Linked DNA regions of Mus musculus: all the other regions are linked to region 1. A link is a contact called in public promoter capture Hi-C data. All regions are on one chromosome and are shown on one strand. Each heading gives the region's core, a stretch centred on a gene start, on an enhancer-like site or on the middle of the called end of the contact. The rest is flanking DNA. Distances are from core to core; before and after follow the strand shown.

What was found. Promoter capture Hi-C pulls out the DNA fragments that hold promoters and counts their contacts.
Region 2: a promoter capture Hi-C map of pre-B cells shows a contact between it and region 1. The contact joins the promoter of Tstd3 here to the promoter of Otud6b in region 1. A contact is called at or near these places in 1 of 39 promoter capture datasets (pre-B cells) and 1 of 484 Hi-C or Micro-C datasets (B cells).
Region 3: a contact with region 1 is called in a promoter capture Hi-C map of pre-B cells. The contact joins the promoter of Ccnc here to the promoter of Otud6b in region 1. A contact is called at or near these places in 1 of 39 promoter capture datasets (pre-B cells) and 1 of 484 Hi-C or Micro-C datasets (CD8 T cells).

Annotation. Positions count from the first base shown.
Region 1 is chr4:14,825,023-14,827,898 of GRCm38.p6, reverse strand. It overlaps Otud6b (OTU domain containing 6B), which reads left to right and starts at 1,486. Exons shown (of 7, transcript NM_152812.4): 1 at 1,486-1,608; 2 at 2,246-2,400. The coding sequence starts at 1,527.
Region 2 is chr4:21,765,799-21,768,674 of GRCm38.p6, reverse strand. Tstd3 (thiosulfate sulfurtransferase (rhodanese)-like domain containing 3) reads left to right here and starts at 1,464. Exons shown (of 4, transcript NM_029840.1): 1 at 1,464-1,625. The coding sequence starts at 1,556. It also overlaps a transcript of Usp45 not described here.
Region 3 is chr4:21,726,214-21,729,089 of GRCm38.p6, reverse strand. It overlaps Ccnc (cyclin C), which reads right to left and starts at 1,389. Exons shown (of 12, transcript NM_016746.4): 1 at 1,175-1,389. The coding sequence starts at 1,206.

The DNA.
Region 1 (2,876 bases), core at 237-2,736:
ACCACACCTTCTGAAGACTTCCATAAGTATGTTGGAAGAAGGAAGATTTACTCTGTCTTCTTCACCTGCCTACCTTGTGGGACTGAGCAACTGCTAGATCCTTGGACTTCCATTCACAGCTGCTGCTCACCATTGTTGGGGAGTTTGGGCTACAGACCGCAAGTCATCAATAAATTCCCTTGCTATATAGAGACTTTCCATAGGTTCTGTGACTCTAGAGAACCCTGACTAATACAACCCCTTACAGGTTTATACAGTTGTAGGTGCAGTTCATTATTCATCTCTGGAAATAAGTTTTCAATTATTTCCAGAAATATTATTTCAACTTCATTTGTTTTGTTCTGTCTCAGGCATTTATATATAAAAAAGAATATGTTTGTCTATCTATTTTTTTTAAGATCTATTTATTTATTATATGAAAGTACATTGTAGCTGTCTTCAGACACTCCAGAAGAGGGCATCATATTTCGCTATGGATGGTTGTGAGCCACCATGTGGTTGCTAGGATTTGAACTCGGGACCTTCAGAAGAGCAGTTGGCGCTCTTATCCACTGAGCCATCTCGCCAGCCCCTGTCTATCGACTTTTGAGACAGGGTCTCACCTATGTAACTCTCTGGACATCCTGGAACTCCCTATGTAGACAGGCTGGCCTCAAACTCACAGAGATCTGCCTGCCTGCCTCCTAAGTGCTGGGATTAAAGGCCTACACAACCACAATCAGCCCTAAATAGAGATTTTTTTTTTTTTTTAAATTTTACTGGACCAACACTCTGAGTCTTCCACTCCTGCCACCATTCCGTGAGCATTCTTGTTTGCCTTTGCTAATTTGTTTTTGTGGCACACGAGTTACATTTGTTAAATCTTGCCTCAAATCTTCAAAACACCCTGACATCACTGTTAATCGTTTTACAACTGAATTTAGCAAATGGACTTTACTAAGCTTAGTCCTTTTTTATCTCTTTCATCACTTATTTCAAGAGTAGGCATTCCTTACTTAGCGTTTCCCCTTTTACCACATTGTAAAAAAACAAAAAACAAACCATTCCCTAGTGTATGACTAATATAACGTAAAGATCCTCATTGAAAACAAACCACGCTTTTATTAAAATTAAAAAAAAAATCTTTTCAACATGTTTTGGCAAAGAGGACAACTACGGAGCGTTCTAAAGCACAAATTGAAAGCTGTGCGAAAGAACGTCCGTGATGTCATCTCCGTGCGCCCCGTCAGGGCCAATCGCCTGGCGCGTAGCTTTGTGCTGCGGTTGCTCCAGCGCCGGGCGCGTCCTTAATCGCACAATCCCAGCTTCCGGCGCGCCGCCCAGAGCGGTCCGAGCGCGCAGGCGCCCTAGCCCATGTCGGCGTCTCCCGGTTTCAGTGGTTAGACCTGGATCCGGAGCCGCCTTGAGGCGGGGCTGGGCCTTCCCGGCGGCCAATGGCGCCCCGGGTGAGGGTTGAGGAGTGGGAGGTGCTGGCCCTCCTGAGGTGCGGATCTCCTTCAGCGCGGGTGCCGGGCCGCCTGGTCGTCATGGAGGAGGTCGTGGCTGAAGAGCTCGATGATGAGGAGCAGCTGGTGAGAAGGCATCGGAAGGAGAAGAAGGAGCTGCAAGGTGACGGGAAAGGGGCTGGGAATGTAAGAGGCGTCCACACCCAAGGCTGGGAGCGTGGAGTGTGTCCTCTGGTACCTGGACGGGCACACGTCCTGGATCCGTCTAGGCTTTCCCTCAGATAACTTTTGATCAGTCTTCTCCAGCTTTCCCCATTCCCTCGACCCCCTTATTTGCAGTCCCCGGAGATGTCCCCGTGTGCGACCTGCCGTGGACCCCTAGCGGGTCCGGTGCACGTGCTGCTGCTGAGTGATGTGCCTGGAGACCAAAGTCTTGGACCTCCTCTTCCTCCCTTCCCATTCCTGCCCCCGATCCCGACGCCTGGCCTTAGTGGTGTGGTCTGAATTGCTTCTCCTTGGCTTGTCGGTCACAGAGAAAGATATTTAAAAGGCAGAAGTTTTACCTTAGTATAGTTTTTTAACCTTGGTTTTGCCCTGTCAAACCAAACAAATTCGAGATTGTGTTTACGTTGGGTCGCAAGCCTCATCCGGACCTTTCTCCGTAGCTGATTGTTGTGTCATGATTAATTGCTTCTATAATTACTTTACATTCTATAATTGTACCTCTTCCCACCCTCTTAACTGCTTTTCGCTTTTTGGTCCGGGGGCTCTGACACGGCTGTTTTGATGACTTTTTTTAGCCAAAATTCAGGGAATGAAGAACGCTGTTCCCAAAAACGACAAAAAGAGGAGGAAGCAGCTCACGGAAGATGTTGCTAAATTGGAAAGAGAAATGGAGCAAAAACACAGGGAAGAACTGGAGCAATTGAAGCAATTGACTTTCAAGGACAGTAAGGTATGGGGAGCGAAGCTTGTCTCTGAGCCCGAGCAAACAGCTGTCTGAGTGTGTTGAACTGCTTATTGAATACGGTCTCAAAATTCTGAAATCGAGTCATACAGTCACACATCACATTTCCTCGACATTAGTTTTTTTAGACAGAGTGCCTTGTAGTCTAGGCTGTCACCCATGTGGATTTGGAGCAGAGGCTAAACCTTGAACTTTAACTTCAGATCCTACTGGTGTGACTTCACAAGTGCTGGGATTACAGGCATGCACCACCACACCTAGCTGTACATTTCTTTAGTATTTTTGTGACCAGGTTTATGGGCAGATTTTCTTTTTTTAAATGGAAGAACAGCAAAAAAGTGCCTACTTCCTTAACCTAATAACCATGTAAAGTATAAGTTATTGCCAGATAAGGTTTGCCTTGAGTGAAAGTTGGCAGCCGAGACTGCTCGTCAGGAACTCCTGATGAATGAGATTGTAACCTC
Region 2 (2,876 bases), core at 215-2,714, 6.9 Mb before region 1:
TATATATAAATATTGGAAGCTGAACCTGTGTCACCGTGCAAGAGCAATAAATACTCTTAACCATGAAACCATCTCTCTATTGATTTGATCATATTCAGGTTCAGTGAGAGACCTTGTCTCAAAAAATAAAGGTGGTATGATTGAGGAAAGATATCCAGTATCAACCTCTGACTTCTATACATACATATGCACCCTCTCCAACAAGTACGTATATTCCATACACATACAGACAACATACTACACACACCTAACATACAATAAGAAATACTGATTTATTAAAGTAAGCTGATTTCAAAGTATATATTTAATGGAATTATCCCCTGGGCACACATTTTAATATCAGTTTGACTTAATATATTAATTTTTAACTGACTTAATTCTAGTTCAATGCAACTTTTATTATGTTTGGAGAACTACACTCAGGATAAAGTTAAGGGAAGGAGAGACTTTATGTAGGGAAGGGGAAAGCCCCAACTCCCAAGCCCCATACATGCTGTAATCCCTGAAACCTGTGATGTGTTATTGTATCTGGTGTCGTAGTCAATGTTCTACTGCTGTGAAGAGACACCATGAACACCACAGCGCGTATGAAGGAAAACATTTAATTGAGGCTTAGTTCATTATTGTGATGACAGAAAGCACGGTGACGCGCAGTCAGACATGGTGCTGGAGAGGTAGCTGAGAGTTCTACATCGGATCCTGCAGGCAGTAGGAAGAGAGAGACTTTCTGGACCTGGCTTAAGCATTTGAAACATCAAAGCCTGCTTTTCTGAACGAGGCCACACGTCCTATTGCCTCTCCCTAAGTATTCAAATATATGAGCGTGTGGAGGCCACCCTCATTCTAACCACCACACCTGGTTAAAGGGACTTTGCAGATATTAGCACGTTAAAATATCAAGAAGTGGGGCCTGGCATGGTGGCCCACGCCTTTAATCCCAGCACTTAGGAGGCAGAGGCAGGTGGATTTCTGAGTTCGAGGCCAGCCTGGTCTACAGAGTGAGTTCCAGGACAGCCAGGGCTACACAGAGAAACCCTGTCTCGAAAAACAAAAACAAAAAAATATCAAGAATTGGGGAGGCTGACATGGATTATTCCAGTGATCTGAATGTAAAGGCCCTTAGAGGAAGAAGAGAGAAGGGCAAATGATAGGGCTTACAGTAGATGCAAGGGTCAGCCTGAGAGATTTGAAGATGCTTAGAAGAAGCTTTGAAGACAGGTAAAGACCAGGAGCCAAGAAATGAGGCAATTAAAAATAAAATAAAGTAAAATATTATCAGGAGTTTTTAAAAAAAAACTATAATTTCTGTTGTTTTAATCCAGTAAATATGTGGTGACTTGTTAATGTAGCAATGGAAAGCTAACACACTTGAATTTAAACCTGCCAAAAACCTTGCCTAATAAAGTAAAACAGTAACTGTGTGGCAGTACCTCTTTCTGCCGGTGCTGGCTGCGGGGCGCTCAAGAGCCTGGACAGCGCCTGTAGGAAGAAGAGCAGGAAGGAGCCGAGGAAAGGAAGTGGTCAGCAGCCCCGGGGTCCCAGAGAGCCCATTGTGATGCTGGCCAGGCTGGTGCTTGGGACCTCAGGCAGGGCGGCCCTAGGATCAGTGGAGCCTGCGCTTGGCGGTGAGCTTGACAATCCCCGGGAAAGGAAAAGCGCTTGATTTCGGGTGCCGGGAGGGGATGACATTGACCATACTCTCTTCTATAGACTTGTAGTTATTAATAAAAGTGAATCCTGCTGCGATTGGCACGTAGGTATGTAGTGCCCACCTGCAGTTTTTTGCTCCTTCGGATTCCCATGCTCTCGTAGACTGGAGGTCCGCTGCTAACAAACACAGTGACAGAGTAAATATGGCACCAAGGTTATTTATAAAGAGAATGAATTGTGCAAGTTTGAGTGATGAAGGTCAATTCATCCCTCAAAGGCTCTATAGCACGAAGGCCCGAGAGAGGCTAAGCTACAAACCTGCCCTTTTAAACTTACTACCCACCAGGGACGGAGCTCATCGCTTCAGGAAACACACACCCCACCCCCACCCCCACCCGAATTAAAACGCGTTAGAACTAGGAAAGTACTCCTCCTCCTAAGCATTTCCAGGGCAGAAAGCAGAGAAGTGAAAATGGTTATTGACTTAGCTGGGTCTAAAGCTCAACTCAAGGCATCAGTACCTTCCCTGTGTTTTATTTTTAAATATTGGATCTCCTTTCGCGTCTATTTTCTTCCGAAGCAGCAGCTGCGGTGGCCCAGCAAGCTAGCCTCCCTTGCTTCTTTCTTAACACCTTTTGTTACTGAAGATGGGCTTTTTCTGTGCAAACTGTTTTCTTTCACCTTTCAGTAGCAGTTATTTATTAGACAACCAACCTTCCAGGCCTTCTGCAGGGTATACAGCTCTCCCACTGCTAAGGAGTTAACCATACTCCTGGATGGGCGAGAAGGAGACAGATACAAGTCCATAGCCATATCCAGTACGACTGCAATAGAAAGCCCTCAGATCTTGAATTGATCAAAATGCCAGAGGAAGGTGCCTTTGTGTATTTTTAAAATCACACAAGTAATAAGTGCATGGTTATATTTTCACTGAAATAAAGAAAAAAACAGCTAACCAAACAAACCAATAACAACAAAAAGCCCCAGACATCTGTTAAATACCTCGCACCCCACTCTTCTCGGATACTAATGGTAAAGACTCTTAAACTTTTCTATGGTTATCCATAAATAAGTTATTATATGTGTGAATCGTGTGTATACTTCTATATTTGGAGTCACATACATATTTAGCTTTTTAAAATTGCATATACCCCATATTGGGAATGTACTATAGTTTACTAACCAGTCACTTGTAGAAAATTTTAGTTTCAGGTTTTTATTATAAA
Region 3 (2,876 bases), core at 140-2,639, 6.9 Mb before region 1:
AAACACTTGGTAGCAAGGGAGGACCTGCTTTCAGAAACAGGTTTCCAAATTCAGTTTTCTTTCTTTCTTTTTTTTTCCCCCTTCTTCTTCTTTATTCTCAGGCAAAGAGGGAAACAAGCAAACCAATTCACAGAATTAAAATTTTGTTATTCTCTTCCCACTAAAATTTAATTAAACTAAATGTCTCTATCTAGTCCTGTTCATTTTTTATGTATTTAGTGGAAAGCCTGCTCAACGCTTAGCCCAAGCATACAACTTCCTGCATGTTTAACCAAATGTATTTAGAGACAAATATCTTTAAGATTACTTTAGCCCTTCCATGGTCACTGAAAGACATTAAAATTTAGTGATTTAAGTGGTTAAAGGAAGAGGACAAAATCTGGGAAATACACGACTTTAAGGCAAAATATAAGACACTGGCTAATGAATGAAAATGGATATATTTTGAGAGCCCCTGTGCTCGCAAATTCTAGAAGCATTAAAGTCAATTTAGGAGCCTGCAATTGGTGGCTCATGCCTTTAATTCCAACACTTAGAAGCAGAAGCAGAGGCAGGCAGATTTCATTAAGTTCGATGCCAGCCTGTGAGTTTTAGGGCAGCCATCCCTCAACGTGAGAAACACTGCTTCGGGGATGGGGGTAGTGGTGTCAATCTAGGCATAAGGCTGGGCCAGGAAGCAGCAGGTAGAAACAAGCACGACTCACTCCTCTCCTCTGAGTAAATATTAAATCTACAGTAAGGCGAATGACAAGAGATTATAATATCACTGCTATGAAAAAACAAACAAACAAACAAGCTAGCTAGCAATAGCCAACCATGTCCATCCAAAGCAGGGAACCTCACAGAGCTACAATGGGTCACTCTTTCCCTTGCCGGTGCCCACATCATCCCACCAATCAAACCCCAAATTTGAAATGAAACCGCCTCCGACTCCCTTCCCGGAGATCAAACCCCTTACCTCTTACCCATCCTTCGAGCTCACCTCCCCTCTGCTCCCGAAATCTCTCTGTGAGAAGAGGGGAGGCTCGCAAACGACAGCATCACGTTTCGGACCCCCGGCTTCCCAGGGAGGGCTCACCCGCAGCGGCCAGGATGGAAACCCCGAGGGATGGGCAGGCCCAGCCCTCCTGTGCCCCAGCCCCGGCCCCAGGCGAGAAAATGGAAGCTCACTTACTAGTGGGAGCTCTGCCAGAAGTTCCCTGCCATGGAATAATACTGCTTGCCCTGATACAAATGCACCAGCCAGCAAAGCGGCCCGCGGAGCGACCATAGACACAGTCCGGACGACTGTGCTCCTACCAGACTGGCTGGGCTGAACTCCACAGCCACCGCAGCCGGAGGAAGAGAACAGCACCCTCGTCGCCTTGACGCCGGTCGACAACACTGAGCGGCGTACACCGGTTCCGGCAGACAAAAGTTCCGGCCCGCCCTAGTTGCGGAGGAAGCTAGCAACCGCCCGACCGCCAATGGGCTTGTTGAGGCGGGAGCTAAGGAAACACGGGCGGAGGCTCCCGGTGGCGAGAGGCTCTCCCCGAGGTTTCCTGCCAATTCTCCTCCAGAGCGTCCACACACTGGGTTTCTGGTCTAGTGCGGTTTTCTTTTGGGTCCATTTAGGGATCTTGTTAATCCACGGTGTAGGCCTTCAGAAATAGCACACTGGCGTTGAAGAAAGCATGGCAGTATATGACTGCTTTTTCCCTAGGGCTGAAAGGAGAAATAAATGAAAGTAATTTTGGCCTTAAGATGTAAGTGCTCTTAGTAAAGTTCCTGTCGGTATTAAGCCTAACGAGTTAAGTGTAGACTTAACTTAGAGTAGCAATCTTTTTATGTCAGAGCCGGCTACTTGTTTACCTAAAAACATGAGCATATAAATGTACATCTAGCTAACACTTACGTTCCAAATGGGTATGCCGCAGAAATGCAATTAAATAATATTTAAATGTTGCTGTTATCATTGCAACTTTGCGTTCGCGTTTCGTACTGTACTTCGGCGGCAGAGTCAAGAACATGAGGAGTTTCAGGCCAGTCCTTGCTTCATGCTGAGACGCCATCTAGGGGAAAAGAGGAAAAGGGATGTAGATAATCAAGGATGTAAAATGCTTGCTGGTGCCCCAGAAGCTCTGGGTGATACTCAGCACTATATACACCTGCAAGCTAAGGGTATTCAATACCCTCAGATACGTTGTTTTGGGCCAGCCTAGGACAGGTGAGGATCTATCTAAATCTTTTAAGTTTTAATTTAAATTAAAAAATGTCTCTAAATGATTGGGCACACCTGAAAATTAGTCAAGAATTCCGAGGAAGATAGCACCAATGTTTTTCCTTTGTGAGTGGAGTCTAATTGAGATGTGGAATGGAGTGAAAACAATTTCTATAAGTGAAACTAGTATGCCAACTATAGAAAAGATGTTTTTAAATTCCACCCACTTAGGCACGTACACAATTAACCTGTGAAATACATTTATTCTTGAATTTGGATGAGCTAGACTAGGCTTCATTGTTATAACATTGTTATACCCCCAACTTAGCTTGAAAATTCGTCTCATTCTCATGGTATTTCCTAAAGCTGGCTAGTTCTTCCTGGCTGCCCTCTAGATCTTCAGAGAACTAGAGGGTTTCTATCTCCCAACTATTCATTTCAATGTTCCTTGCTTCCAAGATCAACATCTTTCTGGGCAGAACATGACTCAAGCGAGCTCTTTAATAACTAGTATTAAGAGTCTTGAAATAGAAACAACCCAATCAATTTTCATGACCCACTGACCAGAATATACCCAAATGACTCCAACTTAATAGCCAAGGTACCTAAAAAATGTTGAGAGGCATGTAATACATTTGTGAACATTACTGTTTGTTTCACTGCAGATCAGTTTGTT